Linked DNA regions of Mus musculus: regions 2 and 3 are each linked to region 1. Evidence: chromatin contacts called from public ChIA-PET and Hi-C data. All regions are on one chromosome and are shown on one strand. Each heading gives the region's core, a stretch centred on a gene start, on an enhancer-like site or on the middle of the called end of the contact. The rest is flanking DNA. Distances are from core to core; before and after follow the strand shown. Region 1 holds the start of P2ry10 (purinergic receptor P2Y, G-protein coupled 10). Region 2 has its middle 30 kb from the start of P2ry10b. Region 3 has its middle 77 kb from the start of P2ry10.

Region 1 (4,772 bases), core at 793-3,292:
AACTTATTAAAGATTACTTTTAGAGCACCTAATAACATTTAAAGTGTAATTGTAAACTTTTCCCAGTGTAGGAAATATATATGATGCAGTAACCAAGAAAAAAGGAAGCATCCAAGTTGATGTGACAACTGCCCTAAATTTAGATTATTATGGCTGGGATATTGACACACAGACCAGCAACTGAACTCAGCAACTAGTAAGTTAGGGATGCTTGTTAAGTTAGCTCTTTTTGTTTGTCTACAGATTTGTTCCTTGTAGACGACCTACATATTTCCTGAATTTAATTTTTTTTCCTTGCCTGATCTGGGTCACTAACTTCTCATCTGTTCCTTTCCTTGTTAGAGATGATGATAGGCAAGGCTACTTGAATACAAGAGAGAGGTGGGGTAAGTAACCACGCTTTTCTTCTAGCAACATTAAGAAATTGTCTGCGAAATGAATGTGGTATGTGGTGACACTGGTCACTTGTCAGGAAAGGATTTCTTTCTCCTTCTATCCCAGGCTTTGGCCTCAAAGTTCAGCAGATCTTGAAGTACATATGTATTTTTCAGAGAAGGATAATACCTTAGAAAACTGGCTCACAATGCTCATACTCGCAAGGGACAGATTTGCAACAGGACGCCAATTTAATAATTTATAGTACAGAAAAGAACTGCCAAATGGACTGAGATGTGTGTTGGCCTGTCAGCTTAGTCTCTTTTCAGTAAGGATGCCAAATCAAAAAACGAAATTAACAACAGATTGGAGCTGGATAAATCTATGCAATCCGAATTAAGAAGAGGACTGCAAGGTCAAGCTTGTTTCATTACATAGTTCAGCCAGGAAGAATACCCTATTTTGTTGCCAATCCTCACAAGTCATGGTCCTATCATCAATCAGCCCAGACTCTTAGTTTCTAATGCTAAAATCATTTCTTTTCCATCCCTCAACGCCCCTGTGACTTTTTATTGGACATCCCTGAGTGCTGGGCCTAGCTCCACCTAGATCTCTAACGGTTCTGCTTTTCTAAGATGCATTCGTTGCAAAATGAGCTGTTGCAGTTCCAGGTTGCCCTCCTACAAAAACGTGGTCTACTATTTCCTTCTTTCACCAGTCTTATCTGTGAATCAAAATGCTACTCTTTGACCTAACCCACAAGTATTTATGTTTTTCTTCCTTACTATGGTTATTACCCAGAAAGTTTGTTGCAGCTGCAGGCTGCAAAGTCTAAGTGTGGTTCTTTCACATGCCTGTAGAGGTTTGTACTACTTTGTAAGTAAGCCTTGTTTCTGAGATTTTTTTCTGAAACTTAGCTGAAAGTGTTGTTTCTATGTGTGTAGTATTTACTTGCGTATTTCTGACAATTCCATAGACATTGTGAAGAATCATTGTGAAGACTCCTATTACACTAGAGGCAGATCTGTGATCAATCACACTTTTCTTTTACTTACATGTACATTCCTTGAGAATTCATTTATTCACCCACTTGCACACTTTTCACTTAAACATTTGTGAAAATACTTTATGTACAGTACAAAAATAATCTAGACATAGCCTTTGCTCTCAGTATGATGTAGTTTTCAGTATAGCAAAGGCACAATAAATAAACAAAACAAGTTAAGTACACATTAAAATGTGAATCTAGAAATGGACTGATAGAGATGAGGATGATCTAGATTGAGTGGAAAGTTTAAACTGAGAGAGTCCCATTGTTAGTTTTGATATGTATTTTGAAGTTTGCCTCCCAAAATTCAAAGAGCAGCAGCTTCCCAGGTCTTAGGTAAATTTTCTTTATATTTGGCTTAGAAGTCTTATCTTGGCCCCAAACCTACTGGATTTAGTAAGAAAAACATTCGAGTTGTGGTAGAAGGAAATAAGGTAGGTAACAGTTAAGAAGACAAGGACGTATTAGCTGTTTGTACAGCACAAACGAAATAAAGAAGAAATCACACTTGATTAACGTCATCTGCTCAAGGGACTTACCTACGTTCTGTGCAAGCAAGGTTTCTGTGGTGAGACATTAATGTGCTCTACTTCCTCTTTCAACATTATTTTTCTTTCAGTTATCAGCAGGATATGTGCTTGCTGCCCAGAGTTGTACCTTTTTACTCTCATCTCTTTGCAAATATACAAGACTCTATCCCAGCTCAGCATCAGGGTAAGTTCTAGCCCAGCACCTGTAACTTTGTGGTTCTGTTTGGGAGGATTGGTGGAGAAAGAAAGATCTGGACTGGGGCAGATGTGAAGGCCGTGTTTTGAATAAAATGGTCTTTGGTTTCCCATCTCAGGATTGTTACAGAGGGAAGAAATGTGATTGTCTTTCAGTCTAGCCAGAGTTCAAAGTGAAGTATAATGTGATCAGCTTCCACTGTTACAATAGCAGTATGAAGGATGTGATGCAACTCACTGCTTGCTAAAGGGGCTTTCTATACAGTTGACAAGGAGTAGTGGATGCCACAAAAGGTAAGTACAGTGTTGCATTTAGTCTCATTTGGAACAATTTGACATACTTAGTCAATAAAAGAGGATTTGAACTTGTGCTGTGTGTAATTTATCTAGTTACATACAAAAAATAATCTAGGTTTGAGCTCTTAATGGTAATCTTAGCTTACAGAGATACTGGGACAAATAGTATTTTTTTTTTTCTCTAGCATGAAGGAAGACAGTCTGATGATTTATTTTGGAGCTAAAAGGTCTATACAGATAAAAATTCCTTATGATACAGTCAAATTATCTGAGACAGTGAGATGAAGCCACTTAAGAACATTCAGGTAATTAGTGGCAGAATTACAGCTATGAACTGTGTCTTAAAACACATGTTCATTTTTCCTTACAGAAGACTGTGTCTTTCAGTAGTATAAAACTACCTATGACCCGTTTGATTGTCAAAGTTTGTTCAGAGGTATTCCTTGATTCATTGTTGTTCTAACTTCAATGCTTAGAGATAGCAGAGTTCAAATGTGAGACACTTATCTTTTCAGTGAATGCACTTTAGAGTGGAGCTAGCAGTAGTGAGTCAAAAACCAGCTTCTCTAGGGATTTCTTCATGGCAGACTGTGTGCTTGGATAATCCCAGAATTAGTCTACATACAATGATGCCGACTTTGCTCAGCTTCTCAAGAGAAGAGAGTCTCGATTTTTAGAATTCTTCAAGTGGGGATATTTTTGTTTTGCTTGTTTAAATAAATGCAGGGAGTCATTGTTATAGTTACTAATTAGAGAATTTATGCAAAACTAAAATACAGGGTACATGGGTAGGCGTTATGCAAATATACTTAGGGTTTCTAATTGTCTAAACTATACGGATTATCTAGGCCATAAATTTAGGACAGTTGCTTTTTATAATGTTTTTTGCTGAATCCAATTGCTTCTTTGGTCAAACACAGTTCTTTTTAGGGCCTAATTGAAAAAGTTGTTCGGTTTGAACTGTATGGACTATTAAATCCAAGTAGTGAAAGAACAAAGAACTCCAAGTGAATAAGCACAGTTTTGGGGGAAGTTTTGGGGTGGTACTTGGTGGCTGTGTTTGAGATAAATAACTTGGGGTTCTATGATGCTCTTGCCATGGTTCTAACAAAGAACACAGATATGTTTGCTGTGAAACTACAGTATGGACAATTTTCCACAATCAGGGCAATGGTTGGGTGGGGAGTTCTACAGTGTACTTTAATTAAATTATCCCAAAATTTTACTTGAAGTTCATATCAGGATTTGAAAGACATTAGTTCTTTCAAGAAACAAACAAACAAAAAATTAATGAAAGCTTGCTGTTGTAAAGAACCAATCCTGGACTTAGAACAATCTACTCATTGCATTGGTACTTTGTAACTATAGTGTATGTTGTCACCAAGAAGAATGTGGACATATATACTTTTAGCACTTTTATTAGAACAATGATTTTGCTTTTTTTTTAAAAACACATCTCTGGTTCTTTTTCTTTTTCATTTTTTCTAAGACAACTACCCCTACTATCAAGGAAAATAGAAGTAATTTTTATATACATGTTTGCTAAGTTGTGCTGGTTTCTTAATGACAAGAGCTTTAAAAGAGAAGGAGAGTTGAGAGGATGAGGAGGAGAGGATGAGGAGCCATCGAGCTTGTACTTAGGGAATGAATAGAGCTTCATTCCAGAACTGACTTTCCATCCTGAGCCCATTGCTTAATCGTTTTGGGAAATGGGATTACTTATTTTGAGTGCTAGTATCCTCAAGTTTCAATTAAATAATTCACTAATAATATCATTTGTAATTATCATTCAACAATGATTTTTGATAATTACATACACACAACTATAATGTTCTAAGTATATCTTCTCAGCAGGGTAGTGGCTGCATCAGGATCTGGCAGTGACAGTAGTGAGAGGGGTAGTGCCCATAACAGACAAGGTAAGTTAGAGCTAGAACAGAGTTAAAGACCATTGAGCTTAATTTTCTTATTTTAATAATAAAGAAATGAAAAAAATTGGGTTTATTACAGCAATGTAGAGAATTGGTATTTGACTAGTTGAATCAAAGTTTCTTTGATCCAAGGGTAATATTTAAAAAAAATATTCTCCTGTTTTCAGTCTTCCCTATTCTACAAGTCTTGTTCAACTCAACACTCCTTCTATGAAAGACAAAATTAAAGTGTACCAAATTTTCTATCTGCAATCTAATGTGATTTGAGCCTACAGGCAAATCTTCATAAAAATCCCTTATTTTGATATGGTACTACCCTGAAACCTGGTGGTACTACCCTGAGATCTGGTGGGCAGTCATTTGTCATATATATGTAGCAAATATAGATAAAAGTGC
Region 2 (4,772 bases), core at 777-3,276, 90 kb after region 1:
AGAGTCTCTGGTTTTATGTGGAGTTCCTTGATCCTCTAAGACTTGAGCTTTGTACAAGGAGATAAGAATGGATCGATTCGCATTTGTCTACACGATAACCGCCAGTTAAGCTAGCACCATTTGTTGAAAAAGCTGTCTTTTTTTCCACTAGATGGCTTTAGCTCTTTTGTCAAAGATCAAGTTACCATAGTTGTGTGGTTTCATTTCTGGGTCTTCAATTCTGTTCCATTGATCTACCTAAGACAGCATTTTCTATATAGGAAAATGGAGTGATAAACAATATCCATATATCAACATTTTAAAGAAAGGTCACTTTGAGATCTTCAGTGTGTCACAATTCCTTTTTGGGGTTTAGTTTCTTCCTTTTACAATGTTTTATTTTTATTTGTATTATTTCTTCTTTTCCACTTCCAAAACACTCTCACATATCCATATGCTTTCCTCATTGTTGCATATATTACATATATGCATGTGCCCATAAACATTAAGTACAATCTTCACAGTCTGTTTTTTATATGTAGATTTTCAGGAATGACATTTGGTATAGTATTATATCATTCTTTCTTCTGTTTCCACTCCTTCCAACCCCCTCCCATGTCAGTCCTCCCATTTCGTTTATAATTCATATTCTTCTTTTCTTTATTATTGTTATACACAAAGAAAGATATATACAAATAAATATATAAATATGATTTGCCGAGTCCATTTGTATTTTAAGGCTGACCACCTGTATTTGATAACCAATTAGGAGGCTCATCCCCAGGGAGGATTAATTCTGCATTCTTTAGTAGTCAATTATTGCTTATAGCTTTATATTTGATCGTGAAGGCCCATGAGATTTTCCCCATGAAGGTATAACACATATTTTTAGGTTCTTTATTATAATATTCCAATTAAAAATCACTTCTTAGTTTCCTTAAAAGCTTATTAATGTAGGAATAGTTCACATGGAAAATCATGGCATAATTATCATAAGCTGCAGATATCAAAATTTTCATTAGAATAATATAGTGAATCAAGACTTACTCTGTCAAAGAGACCATTTCACATCGTCTGTGTTACATTTGTTCTCTGACTCTGAGGAACTGTTTATTTTACCCATTCTTAGTAATGTAATACCAAAGGAAACTGTGGGGTTGCAGATTTTGTGCACCATGGGGTTAAATGTCAACTCAATCACTAATTATTTGACTTTCAGTGAGTTATTTGTTTTTTTCCAAGATTTTATTTCCTCAGTAGTAATTGAAGCTATAATTTCTTACCTTGTAGCTCTGGCATGAGGTGGAGAGAAAATACATATTACAACTCTTTCTGCCACAAGCAGTACTTTTCAGATGTGACAGGTACCTTAGTATTGGCAGTCTATGTCATGTGAAGTTGTATTACCACAGATGACTTTTATCATTATGTGCTTTTTATATGTTTTTAATATTGATTTTATTGTACTTATAAAAAGGTTTGCAGTCTGGAGGATGTGGATGGTGACAAAACTTGGAAATACTATTTTCTTTTTGCTGTCTCTTCTCCATATGGTGAAACAATTCAGTGTTAAATTTTCATTTAGATTTAGTGATGTATGGATGTGAATTTTGACTGTATGTATGTCTATGTACTACTTGCATGCCTAGTGCCTGTGGACTTCAGAAGAAGGCAGCAGATACCCTGGAGCTGGTGTTACAGAACCACAATGATGGGATTAGGACTTAAACCCCAGTCCTCTGCAGGAGCAATAATAGATCTGGATATAGCAAAGTGGTAATAGTTACTCTAATGAGAATTCGAATTGCCTCTATTTCTCTAAGACTGACTTCTGGACAATGTCTTTCCCTCAGTAGCTTGGATGTTGTGCTAATGAGCCTGTTCTGGTAACTGAACTTTTGCTGATAGTTTGCAGAGGAGCAATGCTGCTAGAGGGAAAAAAAAAGAACACTGGTCTGGCCTCTCAAAATCAACTGTGTGTTTTCCTGCTCATTTGCTAAAACTTCACACAAATCACTATGTCTTCTGGGCCTCAATTTCCTCTTTACCAAATGAGGTGTTGAAATTTATGGTGACTGGCTTCCTGTTTTATTTCTGCTGCTCAGTTGTTCTGAAATGAGTATTGAGATTTTTCAACACACTTCGGGCACAATGATGCAAGTGAGACTAGGGGGTGGGGAGGGAAGAACAGTGTAGATCTTAGAGATGTAAAGATAGAAAAGGCAGGGAATATGTCCCTTTGCCTCCTGCACTTCTACTTTAGGTACTACAACAGCTTTCTTTTGACATTAGAAATTCAAATTATTAGCTCTCTTCCTGGGATGTCTGTAGCATTAGCTTCTCTGTCTCCAGCTTGAAAACTATGAATGTTTCAGTCTATATAATCATATGAAATTTTTTTCATAATGAATTTCTTCCTTTACTAAAGTAATGCTACTGATCCTGTTACTGAGGAACTATAAAAAGCACACACTATGGCTATCTTTCATGAAAACCACACACAGCCATTGTGTTTATGTTTTTCAGATTGGCCCATTTGTTCACTAGTATTGAAAAATTTTATGCCCATATTGTTTGAATTACATTATGAACTCAACAATAGCACAAAACATGTTTTAAGGATTATTTTGTTTTTAACTCCCCCCTGCAATGTTTGCACTGATGTAATAATACCTTTGCATATTCAAGAAAGTAATGATAAAGGCATAAGCAATTAATTGTAGGTCTACTTTACAATAAATGACATCCATTTTATACACCTCTAGGTGACTTTATAAGATGTTTTTTAAATGATTAGCTATAGGGAGAAAATACCTCAAGAACAGACAGAACACTCTGGTGACAGCCCATGTATGTATATGTATATGTATATGTATATGTATATGTATATGTATATGTATATGTATATGTATATGTATCCCATATACATATAAAGGGATCCAAGGGGAAAACAGTACTTCTTTTTCATACACACCTTGGTTTCTTGCTGGTAAGTACCTTTATATCTACTTGTATTGCTGCCATTTTCACTGACTTTGGAACCCAGTTTCTTCAGCCTTATAGTGCATCCTAAAGACCAAGGACTCTCCAGAAATCTTTCATGGAGTCAGCACCAGAGTATGGCCAGAGTAGAGACATCTAGATTTGTATGCTACTGTAGAAATTACTAGGGTCTCAGACTGCCTAGCATGCAGATAGCCACTTATATGACCCAGCATGAATTGGGTAAGCCAATCTAGTGAATTTCCCTTGTAATATATATTCACTATATTGGTTCTTTTCCTGTATAAAATTCTGAGTTCGAGGATAAGTTATTTTCAGACTGATGCAAAAATTTCATAATATAGAAGTAATCCTGTTAAAGTGGACAGCTCAGCAGCATTGAGTACATCATTTATGATGAGGTTGCATCCTATTAAGCTCATGGTAATTTTAAAATTTCATAAGTCAAATATGAATTTAATACATGCTAATTTAATAACTTTGTAGGAACAGAACTCTGAAGAGTATAGATTGTTTATTGTCGCCATGATTGCAGGGCTGTCATGGAGCTCAATATTACTGCTGAATATCACAAAAAAGAGATTATCATACTACATATTGGTAGCCTGAATTAAAAAATGTGTATTATGATTTTTACTGTATATGCATTCCACCATGGTAATGTAAAAGACATATTTTGGTACATCACAAAGTAGATTGCCTTTACATTTAAAATGGGTGCAACCATAATGCCCATCTAGTCATAAATTATTTTCAACAACTCAATGGAAAACTCATATCTGTTAAGCCTCTAAATTCACAAATTTGCTTTTCTTCTCTGAGTTTATCTATTCTAGATATTTCATATGAATGGATTCATATAATATATAATTTTTATGTGTGACTATACTGACTCAGAATAATATTTTAAAATTTAACTTGTACCATAGATATCATATTTCATTCCTTTTTATGGTAAAATAGTATTAAGTATAATAGCAGCAACCAATTACAGCTCAGGTAGGAGTAGTGCTTTCGTCCCGCCTTCTTACATGCTAGGGTTTTGTTTGTTTTGAGGTCTTGATACTGCTATCACATCTGTTTTGAGTTTATATGTGCAATTACCACATTGTGTCTAGGAAAATATGTTTTCTTGCAGACATTCTCTACCTTTGGCTCTAAGAATCTTTTTCTCATTATTCCATAATGATTCCTGAAGCTTGAGAGGGGAGAATATGATATAAATATATCATTTAGGGCTGAATACTCATCAGTCACATATTCTCTGTACATTGACCAGTTGTGGATCTTTGTGTTAATTGATATCTATATACAATGTCACTTTGTCTCTCCTACCTCATTCAGAGTACTTTAACACTCATGACGAGCCACTATTTTTTCCTTCTCTGTTTTGAGTTCTGCAATATCAGCTTGTCCCTTCTCAACTAGGAAGAATATGTTGTCACTAACAGATGTTTTAGAGTCGTGTGTTTCCAGATGGTAATTGAATGAGGAATTGACTGTCTTTTGTAGGTAGACTAGATGGTTAATAGGTTCTTAATAATATTTCTTGAACAAGCACTTGCCTTCCTTGACTGATAAACCAGTAAGATACTCAAAATATCAAGTATAAAGCAAATAAATGTCCCTTTGTATTCCCTAAAAAAAAGTTCTCTAAATAGGTTTGAGTCTGTGGCACTAATATATGGGTATAATGAATAAGTCTTTAGGAATTGTTTTAATATTACTTCCTTTTATCAGAATAATAGTAGTACACTCTCCTGTATTGTTCACAACCTATCTAGTCAGAT
Region 3 (4,772 bases), core at 1,008-3,507, 77 kb before region 1:
GTTTTTAAATTTTATTTTACTTTTATATTATTACTCTTCCTTAAACTTTTGTGTAGTTTCCTCTTTTTACTTCTTTCAGTCTGGTTTGAAATTTTTTTCTCCTTATATTTGCATGCAAATATACTTTCACAGTTCCAGTGCCATGTGGAGAATCCCCAAATGTCTGTGCCTTGTCCTTTATAAAGTCAGCAAGAATCACTACTGGAAACACTATCACATGTCATTGTGACCGCCACTATGAAGTCCAAAGACACTGCTACACTTGTAGATCAACATTTTGAAAATGGGGCTAATCACTGTTTCCGTGCTCTGACTCTCATCTCATGACGTCTATGGTTTTGGCAATGGCATTTCTTTTCAGTAAAACTCAAAGTCTGAAATGATTCTCTAATTTACTGCCCCCCCCAGCTCCCTAGAGATTTTGTCAGGCAGTAAATGCTTGGTAAATATTTAGTGAACATCTACTATGTTCTAGGTTTTGTGCTAAGCATTGAGGTTACAACCATTACGTGAATTTTATACATTCATAAAGTGTACAATTTCCTCATCATCACTTGGTTGACTCTTTACTGACACTACTTTTCTATTTACAATGATTTCAAGAGAAACTGCATTGCATGCATTCAAAAATTATGTTAACTAACACTATGACTTACATAGAATATTCACTTTTCATAATTCATTATTTAATAAGTATTGATTGAACATTTGCTATGTTCCACATGGGGAATTAGGTGACAAAGCTCTGAACACAATTGACAAAACCATTATCCTCCAGGGTACTTATACTAGGGCTATGCACATTTCTCCTTTTCTGCCATTCAGTTTCTAGGTTTTCCATTATAATAACACTTGACAACAAGCCATAGAGAACAGTGATAACATTGGGTGACTAATTAGTGTTATATTAAGAGGGAACACAGATTATTTCAGATAGGAAATAATTATGAAATAAAATTTCTTTTACTATTTGAACCTGTCTTAATTTATTGGGAGTGAAGGTACAATAGATAGTCTTACATAATTTATATTCATCAGTCTCTAACTGCAGGGCAAATGGAGTTTTTAAAAATTCTCACTGGGACTGCCATTATTGTTTGATGGCATCTGAGAGAAAGAGCCACATGCAATGATGCTTACAGATTGGCCACTTCTCGAGAAAGTTATAACATTGGTGACATTCTATTTTTAATGGCCTTCTCTTCTCCTCTTCTTATAAAACAATCCTAAACTTGAAGTTAGCCCAGAACTTTTGTCCTCTAAGTGTTATGAAATTCCCTATACATGAGTTACAGAACAATGAAATATGAATTCCGCAGGTTGCTTGAGGCAGTCTGTCTACCCCAAAATCCTCACTGTTCTCTGTAATACCTTTTCTCCTCTAGGGCCATAATATATATTTCTAAAGTATTCTCTGTCCTCTTCACACAAAGGGACATTGTCCTGAAATGCAATATAGTTGATATATGAAAGTATAAACTAAAGGACATGAGCCTTTTCCTGATTCTGCCACTAACTAGATGTATAATTTGGACAAACTACTTCCTTTTTGTGGCCTTAATTTCTCAACTATAAAATGAGGGGGTTGAACAAGATAATTCTTCGAACTCCTTTCCAATTTAGCATTCCAGGATTCTAGTGAGATGGATCAGCAATAGATTCTGGCTTGGCCTGGCATAATTGTGTATCAGTTATCCATGGTGACAAAATGTATACAAATTATAGGGATAATCTGCTGCATTTTTTTAGAGATTAGAAGTTTCTTCACTACTTTTGAAGGAGTTCTGGCTCTTGAGGGTCAGAATTTAAAGTATGGAGTTAATGAGTGCAAGGTCAAAAGGGCTATTTACCACATGAGTCAATTTGTTTCCTGGCTATAGTCTATATATTAACAGCCACCCCTGTCTGCCCTCAAGTCATTCCACCAATATAAGTTTCAAGGCAAGCCTCAACATGATTGTCTGTGCACTTAACTGCTCATTCTCAAAAGCAGGAAAAGAGCTTAACTGACTTATAGGAAACAGAATTTTTGAGAAGATGAAGGTAGCATAATCATAATCAGTAGAGGTCACCATGACTTGTAGAGGTGACTCTCTGTCTAACATCAACCATCAAGCACATTACAAGAACAGTCAGCAAAAGACCAGCCAGAGAAATTATCCAAACGCCTCTGCTTTGTCAGTTGGAGGTAGTACCTCTGACAACCATGAGCCTAATTAAGGCCTGGAGAAGTGAAGATGAGAGAACTGTTTGTAGTGAAAGCCATCTGGGTTTTGTTTCTAGTTTTGAACACAAAACATAACGTTCCCAGGCATTTTGGATAGGTCTGCCAGATGCTTGAGACTCCTTTTTTTTTTATATTTTTATGTAAAATAGTTAAACGAGAATGAGGAATGAAACCTTCATCCTCTGTACTGTGAGGATACATTTGGTTGCCTAACAGGGGAAGTCTAGCACACTGTGGGTACAACTGCATCATCAGTGACAGTGTGATACAAACCAGTGATTTTCAGGTGTGGTCAGTGTGGCTAGCTGAGGTCATCAAAGTTCCTCATTGTGAAGAGGGTTTATTTTTTTTTTTACCTTTGAAAAATAAGTAATGGCTTGACTGAACTACTCTTTATCGCTAAAGTGGATTCATTAGTAAGGATATCCCAGGCAGCAAGGTTTCTTAGCAGAGACTTCTCCAAAGCAAAGCAAATAAAGAGGGAAGAAGCAAACAGAGAAGAATGAGGTCATCAGAACAATCGTGTGCACCTCTAGAGAGTACTATGACCAAGGTGAGAAATGCCATAGAGAGGGTGCCATGAAATATGGAAAACTGGAGGAAAGTAATCCCCAGCACAAGTCATGTGGATTAAAGTTCAAACATATGAATTGTGTATCTGCCATTTACTACCTACTTAGCTTTAGGAACATCACTTAAGTACACTGAGGCTTGGTTCTCTCATCTGAATTCACATACAAATGCTAGCTCCATCTTGTTTCAGCTCTAAAGGTTTAGGATTACTTGCAGTTTTCTTTGTTTCAAATCTACTCACTTTGTTTCCAGGCCTGTAATAGAACTCATACTGGAGACTTACCATGCATATACATTGAAGATAGGGATCACAGAAAATAACTCTTGTTTTCAGTTGGGTATGGATTTCAGCTCTTGTTGCTTCCTTAGTTTTACTCAAGGAAGATACACACACACTTATGAAGAAATAATTTAAGTATAGTGAAAGGAACTTTGCACTTGAGTGCTTCAAAATCCTAAGCTCAACGAAATAAGGTATACCATGACCGCACTGCAAAGCACATTGTACACTAGAAAGCTGAGGCTAAGATTAATGATTTTTCCCAAGGCTGGTCAACTAGAGAAGGTCAGAATGAAGATCTTAACCTGGAGCTGGGTGACCTCCAATCCTCTCCTCTTTCCACATTAATTTACTGGAACTTGTGAGGTAATAAGGGCTTTAAATTTTGCTTTTATTTTACTGGTTATGTTTTGGGGTATTGAGAAGTGGAACCCAGAAAAGTTCAGTGACTTACTCCAGTGTGTGCCAAAAACAAAGAAACAAATGGATACCAAACAAAAACAACAACAACAACATCCAGAGAATTTTGGAATTTTCCTTGTTTACTTACTATACTTACTATCACAGTAAATTCACATCCCTTGCCAGCACACTGGCAATATTAGCAAAACATCAAACATAGAACACATGACTCCATTCCCCACAGCACATACTCCAATAGATACTGTGGATACAATTTGATTGATTGAGGGCAATAAAGCAATGTTTAACTCACAAAATGGTCTTAGAAATACCTAACTTGCTAGATAAAGAAAGATCAACATCTGAAAAAGAATCTGGTAGCCATGGAGAACAGAGCGCTGCAAAGGAAATGAGCTATAAAATATTCAGGGCAAAAGAGATGAATGATAGGAAAGTGCCTGATGGATTCATTCACAACTTACCAGAAGAGTTCTAATGTCCTTATGGAGGAGAACCCCTAGTCATAAAAGGGCAATAAAAGGCAATAGGAAAGACAGTGAAAATAAATAAGTTATTTAGAAAAGTTTGGATATAAATGGAAGAAGAATTGTAGGTGTTTGTATAACCTTGGTAGTGCACAACAGTGGTCATTAATGTAGTCTCCCAACAATGATAATCTGCACCTCAAAACCAACTTTGCTATCTAGATATGAGCTGAATGGCCTTAGCTCTCTGTCTTCCTTTTCTTATTTTTAAAACAATGATGAGTACAGATATTTGCTTCATAACTTTGTGGTACATAAAGATGGGAAAGTACACCAGGAGCAGTTGCTTAGTGTTCAAGACAGCTGATGGTAATTAAAGTCAATTATGTTTTCATGCCTTGGGATAGCAGACAGAAAGAATAGATGATTGAAAAGAGGGTCAAAGGAAGCAAATAGATTTAGTAGATTCTAATTTGGGGTTAAATTTGAAGTAGAGAGTAGAGAACATTACCCTGAACTTCTAAACTGGAATAGTTTGAAAGCTAGACTTTTTACACAGGGATGAAAAGAGATGAATTAGCTATAGCTATAAACATCACTACCGCCACCATAACTATCATCATCATCAACAACAATAACCAAAAGTATGTAGGGTCAAACAGTCCTTCACGATACAATAACTTTTCTCCATGAAAATGAAATATGAAGTCATATTTTCTGTAGAAAGCAGAAGCCTTGGGATGTAGGATATATTTACTAATTTCCATTTGAAGGAAGAAGAAAGGCAGCTGAGTGTAGACAGTGA

The links. Hi-C and Micro-C count contacts between places; a contact is called where the count stands out from the background. ChIA-PET counts read pairs in DNA pulled down with a chosen protein or histone mark.
Region 2: a contact with region 1 is called in an RNA polymerase II ChIA-PET map of memory CD8 T cells, with 117 read pairs. The contact joins the enhancer-like site here to the promoter of P2ry10 in region 1. A contact is called at or near these places in 5 of 39 promoter capture datasets (the 3T3-L1 cell line, the C10 cell line, neutrophils and 1 more), 1 of 15 datasets of contacts at CTCF or cohesin (pro-B cells), 3 of 484 Hi-C or Micro-C datasets (B cells and CD8 T cells), 4 of 115 datasets of contacts at active chromatin or transcription factors (CD8 T cells, effector CD8 T cells, large pre-B cells and 1 more) and 2 of 9 other capture datasets (adipose tissue and liver).
Region 3: a Hi-C map of bone marrow-derived dendritic cells shows a contact between it and region 1, with 2.6 times the contacts expected there. The contact joins the enhancer-like site here to the promoter of P2ry10 in region 1. A contact is called at or near these places in 2 of 39 promoter capture datasets (embryonic stem cells and stem cell-derived epiblast-like cells), 1 of 15 datasets of contacts at CTCF or cohesin (pro-B cells), 2 of 484 Hi-C or Micro-C datasets (bone marrow-derived dendritic cells and macrophages), 3 of 115 datasets of contacts at active chromatin or transcription factors (the 230-238 cell line, bone marrow-derived dendritic cells and memory CD8 T cells) and 2 of 9 other capture datasets (adipose tissue and liver).

What each region holds. Positions count from the first base shown.
Region 1 is chrX:107,087,291-107,092,062 of GRCm38.p6, forward strand. P2ry10 (purinergic receptor P2Y, G-protein coupled 10) reads left to right here and starts at 2,043. Exons shown (of 3, transcript NM_172435.4): 1 at 2,043-2,137; 2 at 2,268-2,442.
Region 2 is chrX:107,176,880-107,181,651 of GRCm38.p6, forward strand. No RefSeq gene overlaps it. Among named protein-coding and RNA genes, the nearest start is that of P2ry10b, 30 kb to the left of the region's middle. Within about 2 kb of position 2,027, at least 24 of the 459 cell types and tissues checked have an H3K27ac peak or open chromatin away from gene starts, as enhancers often do. A contact at or near this core is called in B cells, CD8 T cells, effector CD8 T cells and 1 more, where this site is marked.
Region 3 is chrX:107,010,329-107,015,100 of GRCm38.p6, forward strand. No RefSeq gene overlaps it. Among named protein-coding and RNA genes, the nearest start is that of P2ry10, 77 kb to the right of the region's middle. Within about 2 kb of position 2,258, at least 20 of the 459 cell types and tissues checked have an H3K27ac peak or open chromatin away from gene starts, as enhancers often do. A contact at or near this core is called in bone marrow-derived dendritic cells, where this site is marked.